Regions from separate parts of the Sus scrofa genome. Here all the other regions are linked to region 2. A link is a contact called in public promoter capture Hi-C data. All regions are on one chromosome and are shown on one strand. The core of a region is the stretch at or near the end of the contact, and the rest is flanking DNA. Distances in the headings are between cores, read along the strand shown.

Evidence for each region. Promoter capture Hi-C pulls out the DNA fragments that hold promoters and counts their contacts.
Region 1: a promoter capture Hi-C map of fetal liver shows a contact between it and region 2, with 4 times the contacts expected there. The contact joins the enhancer-like site here to the promoter of SLC35B1 in region 2. A contact is called at or near these places in 2 of 5 promoter capture datasets (fetal liver and fetal skeletal muscle), 4 of 47 Hi-C or Micro-C datasets (blood, embryonic fibroblasts, heart right ventricle and 1 more) and 2 of 2 datasets of contacts at active chromatin or transcription factors (alveolar macrophages and skeletal muscle).
Region 3: a promoter capture Hi-C map of liver shows a contact between it and region 2, with 2.8 times the contacts expected there. The contact joins the promoter of KAT7 here to the promoter of SLC35B1 in region 2. A contact is called at or near these places in 1 of 5 promoter capture datasets (liver), 21 of 47 Hi-C or Micro-C datasets (adipose tissue, blood, brain and 12 more) and 2 of 2 datasets of contacts at active chromatin or transcription factors (alveolar macrophages and skeletal muscle).

Annotation. Positions count from the first base shown.
Region 1 is chr12:25,992,017-25,997,116 of Sscrofa11.1, forward strand. It overlaps KAT7 (lysine acetyltransferase 7), which reads left to right. Exons shown (of 15, transcript NM_001195359.1): 8 at 88-198; 9 at 2,633-2,824. Among named protein-coding and RNA genes, the nearest start is that of KAT7, 24 kb to the left of the region's middle. Within about 2 kb of position 2,920, at least 7 of the 83 cell types and tissues checked have an H3K27ac peak or open chromatin away from gene starts, as enhancers often do.
Region 2 is chr12:25,885,242-25,890,163 of Sscrofa11.1, forward strand. SLC35B1 (solute carrier family 35 member B1) reads right to left here and starts at 3,305. Exons shown (of 9, transcript XM_021067140.1): 1 at 2,850-3,305; 2 at 2,083-2,186; 3 at 1,355-1,485; 4 at 1,044-1,074; 5 at 253-410. The coding sequence starts at 3,055.
Region 3 is chr12:25,969,043-25,973,537 of Sscrofa11.1, forward strand. KAT7 (lysine acetyltransferase 7) reads left to right here and starts at 1,934. Exons shown (of 15, transcript NM_001195359.1): 1 at 1,934-2,091. The coding sequence starts at 2,077.

The DNA of each region.
Region 1 (5,100 bases), core at 1,670-4,169, 110 kb after region 2:
TTCTTGGCCCTCTGGTTGGTATCCGTTGAAATGCCGTAGATGAAGTTCTTAGAGGTAGAGAGTATCACGCTCTGGTTATTCTCCTAGGAACACAGGCAGACCTATGGGAACACTCGGGAACCTCTCTTGGAAAACCTGACTAGCGAGTATGACTTGGATCTTTTCCGAAGAGCGCAAGCCCGGGCTTCAGAGGATTTGGTGAGTATTCAAACTTCCGAGCCGAGGACCCCTTGCGAGGGGCATTTGGACCTGCCAAGAAAAACGGATCAGTGTCATTTTGATGGGTTTGATGGGGATTAAATGTACCTTGCTGCTTGACTCTTTCCCCTTCCCCCAGCTATCCTTATTTGAAGGCTCTCTTCCTTCCCATTCATATTTAAAATTAATTACCCCTCCTCCCTTGCCTCATCTCAAAAGTTTTCCCTTCCCTCCTCTACTCCTGGAAGGTTGGAGGTGGTTGATAAAACAATAGGTGCCCCTTTGTCTTAGTTGGGTAGTTTGCAATTCTGATTGCAGAATTGGGTTGGGTAGAATTGCAACTCTAGACTGGGAACCTCTGGACTGGGAACTCCCTTTGCAGGTTTGCCTCAGCCCTTCCTTACAGCTATAAAGGAATAAAAAGAACGGTGAAGAGGGATAATAAAAGAGCTTGTCGTTGGATATTTTCTTTTTTTAATGAATTTTATTACATTTATAGTTGTACAGTGATCATCACAACCTAATTTTATAGCATTTCTATCCCATACCCCCAGCGCATCCCCCCACGCCCCAACTTCTCTCCTTTGGAAACCATAAGTTTTTCAAAGTCTGTGAGTCAGTATCTGTTCTGTAAAGAAGTTCATTGTGTCCTTTTTTCAGATTCCACATGTAGGTGATAGCATATGACGTTGTGCCTCACTGCCTAACTTCACTTAAGCAGGATGATTTCTAGGTCCCTGTCGCTGCAAACGCCGGATTTTTTTTTTAATGGCTGAGTAATATTCCATTGTGTATATGTACCACATCTTCTTTATCCACTCCTGCGTCAGATCTTTTCTTTCTTTTTCTTTTTGCAGAAGTTCCTAGGCCAGGGAACAAACCCGAGCCACAGCAGTGACCCAAGCGTTGCAGTGACAACACCAGATACTTAACCTGCTGTGCCACACGGGAACTCAGATATTGTAGAATTATTCTTTGACACAGCCAAATTTCATACATTAAGATGGTTTCTCTTCTGATTTTTATTTATAATTACTTAATTTTGACTCCCTAGGCAGAATTTTCAACAACTTTGATCTCAGGAAATCGTGATTTAGTTTACCTCTGATTTAATCAATTAAATGTGTTCAGGGAAACTTAGTTTGTAAAGTGAATTTCATCTTCCTTTAAAAAAAAAAAAAATCTGGGAGTTCCCGTTGTGGCTCAGTGGTTAACAAACCCCACCAGTATCCATGAGGATACAGGTTCAGTCCCTGGCCTTGCTCAGTGGATTAAGGATCTGGCGTTGCCGTGAGGTGTGGTGTAGGTTGCAGATGTGGCTTGGATCCCACATTGCTATGGCTGTGGTGTAGGCTGGCAGTAGCTCTCTGATTCGACCCATAGCCTGGGAACTTCTGTATGTCTTGGGTGTGGCCCTAAAAGAAAAAAAAAAAACTCGAATAGACTTGTTAAAAGTGTTTTGGGAGGCAGGGTTTGATAGCTGCCCTTGGTCAGGCTGTTGCTGGTTTTCTCTCTCCTGCAGAGCATTTCCTAGGCCAGCTTTTCACAACTCACCACCCGGTTATTCTTCAAAATTATTTCTGTAGCCAGCTCATAGCCACTGAGTGGGGACAGGTACCCAAACATCTTCTACTTTTCCTCGCTTTAGATTTCAGAATTAAAGCATCATCCATGTTTCAAAAATATTTTTTAGTAGTTCCCGTTGTAACAGTGGTAATGAACCCGACTAATATCCATGAGGACTGGGGTTCATTCCCTGGCCTCACTCAGTGGATTAGGGATCCGGCGTTGCCATAGCTGTTGGTATAGGCTGCAGACACAGCTCAGATCTGGCGTTGCTTTGGCTGTGGCGTGGGCCGGCACCTACAGCTCTGATTCAACCCCTAGCCTGGGAACTTCCATGTGCCATGGGTTTGGCCCTAAAAAGAGTAAAAAAAATTTTTTTTCTAAGGGACCTGAGTTGAGAGGATGGCCACTGTGGGTGTATGTCATGCCGATCTAGGCAGCTTTCTAGAGGATTCTAGAGGCTCTTTTGTCTGGTTTTAGAAAGATTTGTAAAGGAGAAGGGAGTTTGTATTTGCAGTAGATTGCCTTTTAGAGTTCAGTTTGGTTGGGGCTGAGAAAAAGAAAATTTTACTAAGGACTTGTTCTGATGTTCAAGAGATGAGAGCCAAAGCGTGGTAGGAAACAAGAGACTAGCTACTCTTTTGAGAGCTGTGCTCTGGGCAGTGGTAGACAGTAGATCGTCTATAAGCATTCCTGGTTATTCAGTCCACTGTAGTCGTCTTCAGAAAAGTGCAAGTTTCTCATGAGGTAGAAGCCAAATCTTTTTTATTTGTTTCCAGTGTCTGGCGTGGTGGCATGCACACAGCTTACAGCCACAAAGATGATCAATGCTAAATCCTCCTTTTCCTTGATTTCTTCTCTACAATAGGAGAAGTTGAGGCTGCAAGGCCAAATCACAGAGGGGAGCAACATGATTAAAACAATTGCTTTTGGTCGCTACGAGCTAGATACGTGGTACCATTCTCCCTATCCTGAAGAATATGCACGACTGGGACGTCTCTACATGTGTGAATTCTGTTTAAAATACATGAAGAGTCAAACAATACTGCGTCGACACATGGTAAGTTGTCGGGGTGGGGGGTGGGAGTTCCATGACCATGGTGGCGTTAAGCTGTAGAATCTCTGGATGTTGACACCTATCTAAGCATCTCTCAGTGGTCCACAGAAATGAGATGAAGGCACAGGAAATTGAAAGCCACGTTTCAGGGTGGGGTAAGCAGCCTTTGGCGTGGCTGGTGCTCAGTGACCTGTAACCACATCCTCCTGTACTCATCTCCCTGTCTTTTTTCTTGCTGCCTGTCCTTCTCTGCTTTTTCTATGGGATGTGAATTACTTCTGCCCACAGTTCTTCTGTGTCTCAAACTAGAGAAAAATAAATGGACTTCATTAGATAAACTTTATTAGACAAGCCGGGTCTCCGTAACTCCCCTTTGTATCCCTAGCAACCAGCATGGGCTAATTACCCCATAAATGCCTCGTGAATATGTTGAATGAAGGAAGACAAATTATGAAATTAATAGAACGGGTCCTTGGGTCAGCCTTTCCCTTGAGTTGCTTAGTGTTTTTCTGGTTTCTGAACAGTCTTCTTCCTGTTAAAATAGGAATAAGCACTTGAATCTGATCTTATTGTTGACAGATAATACTTAACTAGATAATTTTGCAGCTTTAAGCTGTTTTTCTTTCCCCAGTTATGGAATGAGAAGTCGTGTCTTTTTTTTTTGACTGCACCTGTGACATACCAAAGTTCTTGGACCGGGGGATCAAATCCAAGCTACAGCTGAACCGAGGCAACATCGGATCCTTAACCCACTGCCCCACAGTGGGAGCTCCTGAAAAGTCTTGTGTTACAGGGAATTTCTACCATGGAGCAGGCAGGGATGGGAAAGGGTCAGGGGTGGCAGTTAGTCTTTCAGACAGGGAGACCTTCGTTTTTTCTATGTCCGTAGTCACAAGGTAATTGTAGCTGTAAGACCTTTTAGGGCGTCTCTTTTTCTTTCCCCCTCCATCTTTGCTTCTCAGAATTGCCCCCTGCTGAGTGTCTATAACCCAGGCTTCCTGTGATTTCTATCATAACACTCTTCACCCCAGGTTGGTGATAACTGCTTTGTTTGTGTGTTTCCAACTCTGGAGTACGTGGTGGCCCAGAACTGCCACTGCACGCTAAGGCCTCTAGACTCTGGCACACTAGGCTGGCACTAGACTGGTGGGGAGGAGGGGTGATGAGCAAGGACTGGGCTCTGTGATTGTAGCCCCTGGAGATAAACTAAAATAAGGATTTACGTGTGAAAGACTGGCATTTTTATTGATGTGAATTGCTTACCCTTTTTCTTCTTCTTTATTTAGTGGCACTAATCAGTGGAGTAGCCAAAAAGCAAGAAATAGTGTGGGGGCAAAATGGGTCTAGATAAATCTGAGCATCAAGTAAACATTCTAAATATTTGAGAATCTCTATTATGTGAGTTGTAAGAAATCAAATTCCAGGAAATAAAAACCTGCTTTAACCCACACCTCTTCAAATTCCTGTTGCTTTAGGCGTAATCATAGAAATTTTTCTTTGGCCATGTGACCAACAGTTTGGCTTCTGTTTCTAAATGAATAACTGTTGTTAGTTTTTCTTACTGTTGGGAAGAGCCAGCATGAGTAAAGGGGCGGGGACAGGAAGAAACTCCAGGTGGAGGTTTCTTGAAGCAATCCCACTTAGTGCATGGTTGGACTTAGACGTGACAAATTGGGGCATGATTCTTGAGTTGACCAAGAGTCACAATAAAATTTAATAGAAAATGTTCCACATACATAGGCTTTTTTTTTTTTTTTTTTTTCCTGTCCTTTTAAGGCTGTACCTGCAGCATATGGAGGTTCCTGGGCTAGGGGTCGAATTGTAGCTGCAGTTGCCAGCCTCCGCCACAGCCACGCCAGATCTGAGCTGCGTCTGTGACTTAACACCACAGCTCAAGGCAGTACTGGATCCCTAACCCACTGAGTGAGGCCAGGGATTGAACCTACGTCCTCATGGATACTAGTTGGGTTTGTAACTGCTGAGCCACACACAATTGGAACTCCTATATACGATTTTTTTTTTTTTTGGGGGGGGTCTTTTTAGGGTCTCACCCACAGCATGTGGAAGTTCCCGGGCTAGGGATCAAATCTGGCAATGCCGGATCCTTAACCCACTGAGCGAGGGCAGGGATCGAACCTGTGTCCCATGGGTACTAGTTAGGTTTGTTACCACTGAGCCACAACAGAAACTCCTTAAATGATATTTTAATGTGTATTTTACATGAAACCTTTCAAGAATTCACATATTTACAACCGCGGCTTCCCTTCCGGCTACATTAA
Region 2 (4,922 bases), core at 2,055-4,554:
TCTCGGGTCTCTGGGACCTCACCCAAGCATTTCGACACAGGCCTCAGAGTCATCCCTTCCCCAGAAGGAGAAATGAGCTGTAGTGAGATAGTTGAGGCTCCTCACTGTGGCCTTAGCAGAGCCAAGGGCCTGGCAGCCAGAAACATCACAACCTCCCTCAAGACATACATCTGGCCTCCCGCCGGCACAGGTGGGGATTTTCCTTTGTGAAGGTGACTGGCAGAGGCTTCTGTTCCCCCCAGGATCACGTACCAGGAGCAGCTCTCCATAGCCCACTGTGTGTTCTTCTATCCCGACTACTTTCTTGGGTTTGTACATGAAAAGGGCCACCCCAGCCACAATTAGCAACACGCACAGGTACTTGGCCATCGGATATTTCTTCCTCAAAAGGGTCACTCCAAGGAGCATGACTACGGGGAAGAAAGAGAGTGGAAAATTCAGGCACCTGCAGGCATTGATGAATCCAACACTCTCCTTCTGGAAACTAAAGACTCAGGGGGGAGAAAAGAATGTCTGCGAAGGAAAGCTAACAGAGGACAAAAGAAGGGTGCAAGGCTGGCACTGAGATAGAGACAATTGAGCAACAAGGCTGAACAAAGCGTAGAGAGCAAGGAAAAGGTAGAGAACAAAGGTGAAAGGTCCAGGAAGGAATGGGGCGGGGCGGCGGCGGGGGGGGGGGGGGGGGGAGAGTGAGGCGGGCAGTGGGGACAAATGAGAGGTGGAGAAAAAGGAAACCGATAATCAAATGGGACTGAGGGTGTCTCATGGCCCTGTGAACATGGGGGACACCAAAATGACTGCCACGCAAGGCAGATTAGGTCGGCCTCTGGCCCACAGTGAGGATTATCAGCCTGTGCACACCCAACACCCCAGGAAGTGACCCGGATGACAGGAAGGGCAGGGAGAAGGGCTGGAGGGAAGTCTTGAGGGATAGCTGTGGGGCATGACAAAGCCCAGAGGGACAGAGAGCTCTAGCAGAGGAGGAGAGAGCTTCCTGCAGGAAGAGTGAGGATGGAAGCTGGCGACCATCTTCTTCTGCTTACCTGGGATTGGCTTGCAGGATTTACCAAGGACCTGAAATTAAATTCAGCAAAAAACATGAGTGCCTGAGATGCGGCAGGTACTGTGCGAGGTGCTACCTTAAGAAGAGCAGGTGTGGGGCCTGCACCAGGACTGCAACCTCAGAAAGCAACCCTATCACGGCCAACCCACCACCACTCGGATTGAGGGCTCTTTGCACTCTTCATTTCTTAAACACACTCTCTTTTTGTTTAAGTCACAGACCTGAGGGAAGACTCCTTCGTCCTTTTTGAATAACTTCGGAGCCAACCCTTAGCCCACCCTGAGGTTTCACCTGAGTTGGGTAGTTGACAAACTGTAGTGCTGAGTTGCTGGAGACCATGGCGCCCAGATAGGAGACAGAACAAGCAGCATAGAGCCAGCTCCGAGTCCGATCCACCCTGGCAGTGTCAAAAAACTGGATCACTGTGAGAAGACAAAGGAAACATACAAGAGAAACCCGGTGGGCCTAGGATGGACCACTGGGCAAAGGCCAAAACCACATGAAAGGAAATTGTCAAATAAGATGAGAAGCACCAACTATTTCTGTCCTTTTAGATGGGGAAATCTCTGAAGATTCTCCAACTCTCCAATTCCTCTTAAGCCTAACATAAGACCTCATGCAGGGGTGGGGGCGGGGACAGAGGGGGTGCGGAGGTGCTCATTCAGTTTAAGAGACCAGTCAGCCTTGCGAGCACCCAAGGAACAAAGAAAGCTCAAAATGTGCTTGAAGCTGACACACAAAGGAAAATCAAAAGGACAAAGAAAAAAGGATAAAATGTTCTCATGGGGATCTGAAACACAGAAGACCCATCCTCTTCACAGTTCTGAGAAATGTGACTTGATTTAAAGAAATGGGGTTTCACCCTTTTCCAAAGCCACTAGTTTTATAGATCGAACAGAGAGGCTGTTTCAGTGCTAAAGGGGCCGAGAGTCTTAAGAATTAGACCTTAAGGCTGGGCCTCTGCCTAAAGCCTAGGATACCACGGGAGCGGGGCACACAACGGATTACTAGGTACTCACAGATCTTGGCAAACACAGCATTGATCACACACTGGATGAAGACCAAAGTTAAGGCAAAAGTGAACGTCTCCTGCTTGGCTCCCTCCCCATACTTTCCTCTTGTTCTAAGAATGAAATGCATGAGAAAGAGGGGAGGAATTAGTACACTTCTCTCAGTGTCATCTACTAATCCAGAGCCTCTGAACTCTTGAAACTATCCTGCCAGATGTAGAGAGAGTTTGGTATGGATTGCCAGGCTCATTTACAGTAAGAACTGATTTTATTGGATCTAGAAATGACATTTCAGGCTGCGAATCCCAAGGTCTACAAGAAAAATATCCGTAAAGGACAGAGCTAAAGGAAAACACGAACAACTAGTTGGTGAAAGGAAGTACCCCAGGCAACAGAAAAAGGGATGAGCTACAGCAGCAAGGCCGAGGGCAAAGGAATCAGCTCTCTGCAAGCATCTGGGAGTTCCAAAGAGGGGCCGGCACAGGTCGTGGAAACCTAAGCCTGTAAAACCCAGCTCCTTAGACCAAACAAGAAAAAAAGCAATTAAGGGAAGAAAAATAGCAATTAAGGGAAGAAAAATAATCAGCTCCCGAGAATCCAGAGACCAGCTTTCGCGTTTTGGAAATCTGGGGAGGTCTAGCCGCAACTGCAAAGGTGTCAGGATGCTGAGAAGGGAGGGAGCAGGGGTGGGAGGACCGCGAACCCGACCACAGGCTGGGGAGATGAAGCAGGATGGGACGGGGGTGTCTGCGTTCCGACCCGGGGTATCAGCTTACATCTTTTCCTGCAGTATCCCATAGTAGAAATAGCAGACAAAGACGCCGAGGAAACACAGCGGCAGGCGCAGCCGGTCGGGCACCAGGGAGCTGCTAGCGGCCATGAGACGCCCGGACGACCCGACCGGAGACCCGCTCACAGCCGGCAGCGGCGGCGGCGGCGACAGGTCCAGCCGGACATCGCCGACCGGCGACAGGGCCCTCATAGGAGCTGCATGCGACCGCTGCCCAGTAGGGCCCCAGCGGCTACCGCTAGAACTGCCAGCTCAGGTCTGACTAGGAGGAAACTCCTCAGAACCCAGCACCCGCTTCTAAGGAAAGGAGACCCGCCCTGGGGCTTTGTCCTTGTCCCGGGTGGCCAAGCGAGCCAAATACCCCGAGGGTAACGCCTTGCTCTCGAGACTTTCCGATCAGGCAACTCCGAGGACAACTTCGACACGGAGCTAGACGGGAAGGCCTAGGAGGTACGCGGGCGTGGAATGATGACGTAGAGGGATGTGGAGGTAACCAATTGGCTGCACCGTGAGAAAACAGACAGGTGGGCGGGAAGGAGGAGTACGCCGGCCGGGCAAATCTACAGTCTTTTTTTTCCCCGGTCTGCTGTCAGGCTTCTGCTGGGTCCTAACGCCCTGAAACGCTCAATGGAGCCTTAGCGCCCCCTAGCTGCTGCCCAGCGCCCCCGACTCTAAGCCCTTTACCAGCAGAGCGTTCAAGGCCTGGCTTCGGGGAGCGTTCTAGGCACATCGCTAGGCTTCCAAGGGCCTGTCTCAGCTCTGTCACTTAAAGGCAGGGTAACTTACGCATGTCACCTAAATTCCGAGCCACGGTTTTCCTGGTCTATATATAGTCTATGGGATAATTAGTAATAGCCACCTTGTCGCTTCTTGACTGTTCTGAGAATCAAATGAGCAGAGGTTGGTGAAAGTGTTTTATAAACTGCAAAGTGTGCTGTGCACGTTTAAGGTATTTATTAGTCATTACTTTCTCAACTCTGATCTCTCACATCCTGGAGGTGGAAATGGAAGCTTACTGAAGTGGATTTTCTTCAAGGTCTTTTCAAGTCACCCACAATGGAGCAAACCCTCCCGCATTAATGAGCTCCTTGTTGGGGCCCACCCTCATCTAAGTGTTGGGCCTCTAGGGGCTGACACCAAGAGCTAGGGCGGACTGACCCCAGGACTTGCCACTACCCCCCTCCAGCCCCACCTTAATCATTGAACTCTGGGCTGCTCTTTCTCCCCTTCTAGCAGCCTACTTACTCCTTTGGCACAGCCTCAGTCAAAGGAAGGAAACTCGGGGCAGCACCACACCCATCACTCTGGGCCTGACTCACTAAGACTCTGGGGGTAGGCCAACATCTTTCGGGGAGGGGTAAGAAGTAGAAGATACGGTCTGTCCCCAACTCTCTATCTCCTTTATCTTAGGGAGAGGGACCCCCACGTTTGCTGTCTTATGCAGTGGCTTACTCTATTGTATTAGCCGACAATTCCGGGGCACCGAGCTGGGGTTCCAGTCCCAGCTCTGCCTCTTTACCACCTGGGACCTCAAACAATTCACTTGACCTCTGAGTCAAGTTTCCTCATCTGCAATTAATGGAAATATAACAACAAGCGGGAGGGCACTGTGGCTAGAAGCATGGGCACTGGATTCAAATGATCTGGTTCCCAGTCCTAGCTCCCTTGCTTTGTATCTGTTTGGGGGAGAGAAATTATTCAATTTGGGGGGGGGGGTCCTTCTTTCATTAGTACAGTGGGATTTATCACATTGGGAAGCTGTGATAGTTCAATGACGTTTTATGTAAAGCATTTTACAGTGTGTCTGATGCTTATCTAGCCAAGGCTTGGTAGTTGGGATAGCCTGGCTTAAGAGTTTGTTTTGAGGTTTTATGAGATAGATTCAATGATAGCTATGCCTGCCTTTGGGGTAGTCAACTTTGACCCACACAATGAGGATAATGTGTCTTTTGTGAAAATGCTTTGCAAATTGCATAGTTATTCTCATTTTTCCCAAAAGCCTGAGAGCTCTTAAAGGTATGGTTACCTGCTCTGGTCCCATCAGTTTGGTTTCATTGTA
Region 3 (4,495 bases), core at 684-3,183, 82 kb after region 2:
AAAATGCAGTGCGAGGGATTAATGTGGAACATTTGTAATGTTGGTATTTGTATGATGAATGGCTAAGTCAGGATAAGATTTTATTCTCATATGCTAATTCCCAGGGAGGGATACTTCACCATCTTTGAGGGCTAGACATTCTGACAGTGTGAAACAGTAAACATATTTTGATTGAGGAACAAGAATTTACTATGGGTAGAGCACAGTCTGGCTGCCATTAAGGATGGTATAAAAGAAGAGAGATACGCTTTTTTTGTTGTTGTTTCGTTTTACTTTATTTTTAGGGCCGCACGCACAGCATATGGAAGTTTGAACATGGAAGTTCCACATCTGGGACCTACACCACAACTCATGGCCATGCCAGATACTTAACCCACTGAGGCCAGGGATGGAACCCACATCCTCATGGATACCAGTCGGGTTTGTTACCACTGGGCCACAACGGGAACTCCCGAGATATGGTCTTAACATAAGTGCTCTTTACCAGTAGTTGGGGAGCCAGAACACCCAAGAGTAACCTTGGGAACACCCGAGTAGGTGCAAAATAACAGTAATAGTGTGAAATTAAATAAGTTCTTTTGTGCAGTTCAACCTAAGTAGGCCATTTAAAGGTGTTTATGGTAAACATTAAAACCTAAATACTAACAGCTGCCTGTGTTATTACCAGCCCAGGATACACCCAAGGAGAGTGCTAAATAAGGGTCTGGAACTCTAATCCTTCTGAGTCCTCTGCTTAGCACAACAATCAGATGTTTACCTTCTGCTGCTTTGTTCTTTAGTTCAGCTCCAGGGGGAAATCTCCATCTTAGCTAGCCTCAGGTGAAACGGGCTCCAGGATCCTAACTTAATGACTCTTGGATTTTTTTTTTTTTTTTTTCCTCCCAGTCTCTGGGCAAAGCTTTACTCCACACAAGGCTTTTCTCCCAGCGAGGTTAAATCCTCAACGCTTGCTGTTCACTTCTCAGCCTTTTCTTACCGCTCTTCTGCCAACCTTACATCTTCCACCAACTTCTCCTTTCTAGGCAGCTAACATCAATGCCTTTCTGAGCTCCAGCTTTACTAAAAATATTCCTTCCTCTTCCTCCAACTCCTGACTCAAGCGTCTGGATTTCGAGAGGTCACTTGGGCTAATGGGGTTCAATGCTTTTCCAACTCTGGTACCGCGCACGCGCGCACACACACACACACACACTCATCCCGAGGGCCACCCAAGGCTCTCAAACCCATACAGGATGAGGGGACGAAGTGGGTGTGCTCACCACAGAGCTAAACTGGTAATTCTTTGGAGCAACAGTTTCTGGAGAATGGTTGTGTCTCCTTTCGCGAGTGAACGGATCAACATACTTGCGGTTCGCTAAAGGCAAGGACAATGTCTCCTCTACCAGACAAGAAACTTCTTCATGAAGGACGCTACCTTCTTTCTGTCCTTTCACAAGCCCCCATTCCCAGCACTGTGAGACACCGAATGGCTCTTAAAATAGTTTCTTGTGCAAAATAGCCCTTCCCAATTTTGAGTTTATGTGATAAAGGGAAACGTCCTTTAGCCAATTCGGCGACTAAGGGGTTAAACCTCAGCAACCTGATGGATTCTGGGGCTTTCTTTCCTCGACTTCAGAAATTAAAACCAAAGGGAAGGGAAATTTTGCCCATTGTAAAGATGAGAACTGTTAACTTCAACTGTCAGGCTTCTGCCCCAAACAGGAATGGCTACCCACGCCTACAGAGGATGCCATTCCCCTAACTAAAAATGGCGGGCCCCAGTTTCCACTGTCGCTGCCACTTTCTGCCCAATTCCAAAATGGCTCCCGCTAGCCTCACCGGAGGGGGAAACCTCCCAGAATCCTCTCTGGCCCTAACGTCAGGTGACGCAAGCCTCAGCCGGAAGTGGAGGAAAAAGCGCCTCAGCCCGCGGCGCCTGCGCAGAAAGGTCTAGACGCTGTGAAGCAGGAGGCACTTGGGATCGTCCGCAGGATTGGGACTGCTACAGAGGCCGCCACGGAGCCCGCCGGAGCCACCGTTCCCACTGCTGCTGCCGCCGCTGCCCGAATCGGAACCGTCGGGCCGCAGCCGCCGGCAATGCCGCGAAGGAAGGTGAGAGGAACGGGACAGGAGGGATGGCGGGTTTCTAAAGGGCAGTCGATTGAGAAGAGTGACGCAGTTGGCCACGCCTCACAGTGGTTGGGTTCCAACTTCCCGCTTCCCTGAACCTAGCTCAGCAACCCTCGCTTCTGTCCATACCCAACAGAAAAATGTGGGCCCGACTGTGGCCTCGGCCTATGCTTGCACCTATTCCCGCCCTCTGCTTGCCTGGCTCGGAGGCGTTCTTCTCGGCAATTGGTCGCTGAAACGTCTAGAAGCATGTTGATTGGCTGGCGACACCGCCCATTTGGGCCCAACGGTCACCTCCCCGCGTGTGGGGGCGGTGTCTAGGCCCGGCTCTACCGCTCTCCGACTGGATGTAGAGAACGATCCCTCTTCTCTTGATTGGCGGGGCTTGGCAGTCTGTCCTGTGGGGGCGCGGTTTAGCGGGACCGCGATTGGGTGGCACGAGTCCCCTCCCATCCGTATGGTGATGCTCATAGGAGGAGAGGCGGGGTTTGGGGAGTATCCTTCCTTTCCCCGCGGAGGACACAACAAAGCAGAGGACTGGGTGGTAGAGAAGCAGCGCCCACTCCCGAGGGATCCCTTCCAGGCCTGTTGCACCTAAGCTGCGGTTTTCCCTTATGTGCTTAGTTGGACAGCGCCTAGAAAATGAAGTTCGTAAATCGGAAACTTCCTAGAATTAAATGGGACTTGACGATGTCATCTAGGGACACCCCCATCCCTTTTCTCAGCTAAGCAGAGGCTTAAGGGAGTGCCCCAAGCCACTCAATTAGGCAATGACAGAGCCTGGACTACAGGACAAATCTAATTCAGTTCAACAAACGTTTATTGACTCTTCGCTATGTGCTGGTTGCCGAGGACTCGAAAATTAATTAGACATGATCACTGGCTTAAGGAATCAGAGTCTGAGAGGAAAACAGACATTTAAATAACTGTAGAAGGGTTTAGTAAATTCTCTACTTGGCAGTAATAAAGATTAATGGGAGGGAAGTGGAGCAATTTAATCTGCTCTGGAGTAAGATGGGAAGTAGTTGGTGAAAGCAGTAGAGGAGAGCTGAGCTCCAGGGTCATGCCAGGAAGGGATGGGCAGAGATGATTAGGGATTCAAATAGCTGGGTAATTGGATTGGATGACCTTTAAGACTCCCCTTTCATCTTAATTTTTGGTGATTCTCTGTGGATCCTCCACTCATTTCCTGGCAGATTATCCTTGAAATATTTGGAACGCTGGGTGGTGGTCTTGCTCATTTCTGCAGAAATCTTTCTCTTCACAGAGGCTTTCAAATATTTACATTTTTTAATGTCTCCAAAATGACCTACATTGATAGGTGGTATTTATGTTAAGGCTCACCAAATAGTACTGGTGTCTTGGAATAGGCCCACAGTCTCCTTTTTGCAATCCCCAAGTACAAAGAGTTCTTGAAAATGTGTGTTTTTTAGTAACTTATTTCTTGGCAGAACCTGTTCTAAACTGTTCTGAGGCTATTTACAGTTTTTGTGTCTCATTTAGTGTGATTGTACATATATTTTGCTGCAGAAAGGGTGTTATTTGCAGGATGTATGCAGACTATTCCTTTCTAAAAAATTATGAATTCTAAACACATCTGATCCTAAGGGGGCTTTTTGTTTGTTTTTGCTTCTTGTATGTTTTTTTTAAGCAAATGCATCTCTCTTTATGGTTTAAAATTTTTTTTGCTTTTTTTTTTAGGGGTGCATCTGTGGCATACAGAGGTTCCCAGGCTAGGCATCAAATCAGAGCTACACCTGCTGGCCTACGCCACAGCCACAGCAACGCAGGTTCTGAGCCACATCTGAGAGCTACACCACAACTCACAGCAATGCCAGATCCTTAACCTGCAACCTCATGGTTCCTAGTCGGATTCGTTTCCTCTGCACCACAGTGGGAACTCCTCTTTATGGTTTAATAAAGGGTATGGTGTTAGCATAGGAGGGTACCCCAACCCTTCTGGCTTTGCTCTAGGATTCCCTGGGAAGGAAAGAAAGTTGGAATTTAATACAGAAAGCTGATGATCAATAGGTGATAATAAGTTGAGGGAGAAAATGTAACATACTTTGAGCACTTAAATTGTGCCAATTTGGTTACTGCTGTATGAGCATGCTGCAAAATGGGAGAAAAACTTCTGTTTTTTCAAACAAGTGTTTAATGCTTAATTGATAAAAGTTATCTTTATGGTTAATTGTGTCTCTGGAGGCTGATAATTGACAAATAATATTAACTGTAAAGGTGATTTTAAAAAACCTTCTGTTTTTGCATACCCATGTGTCTTCGTTTGCAAACCACTCCCTCCCCCCTTTTTAAAAGCACTTTTGGGGTACATGTGGAGAAACTTCAAAGGGAGATGACATAAGTAAGAAGAATTACTATTTTTCTC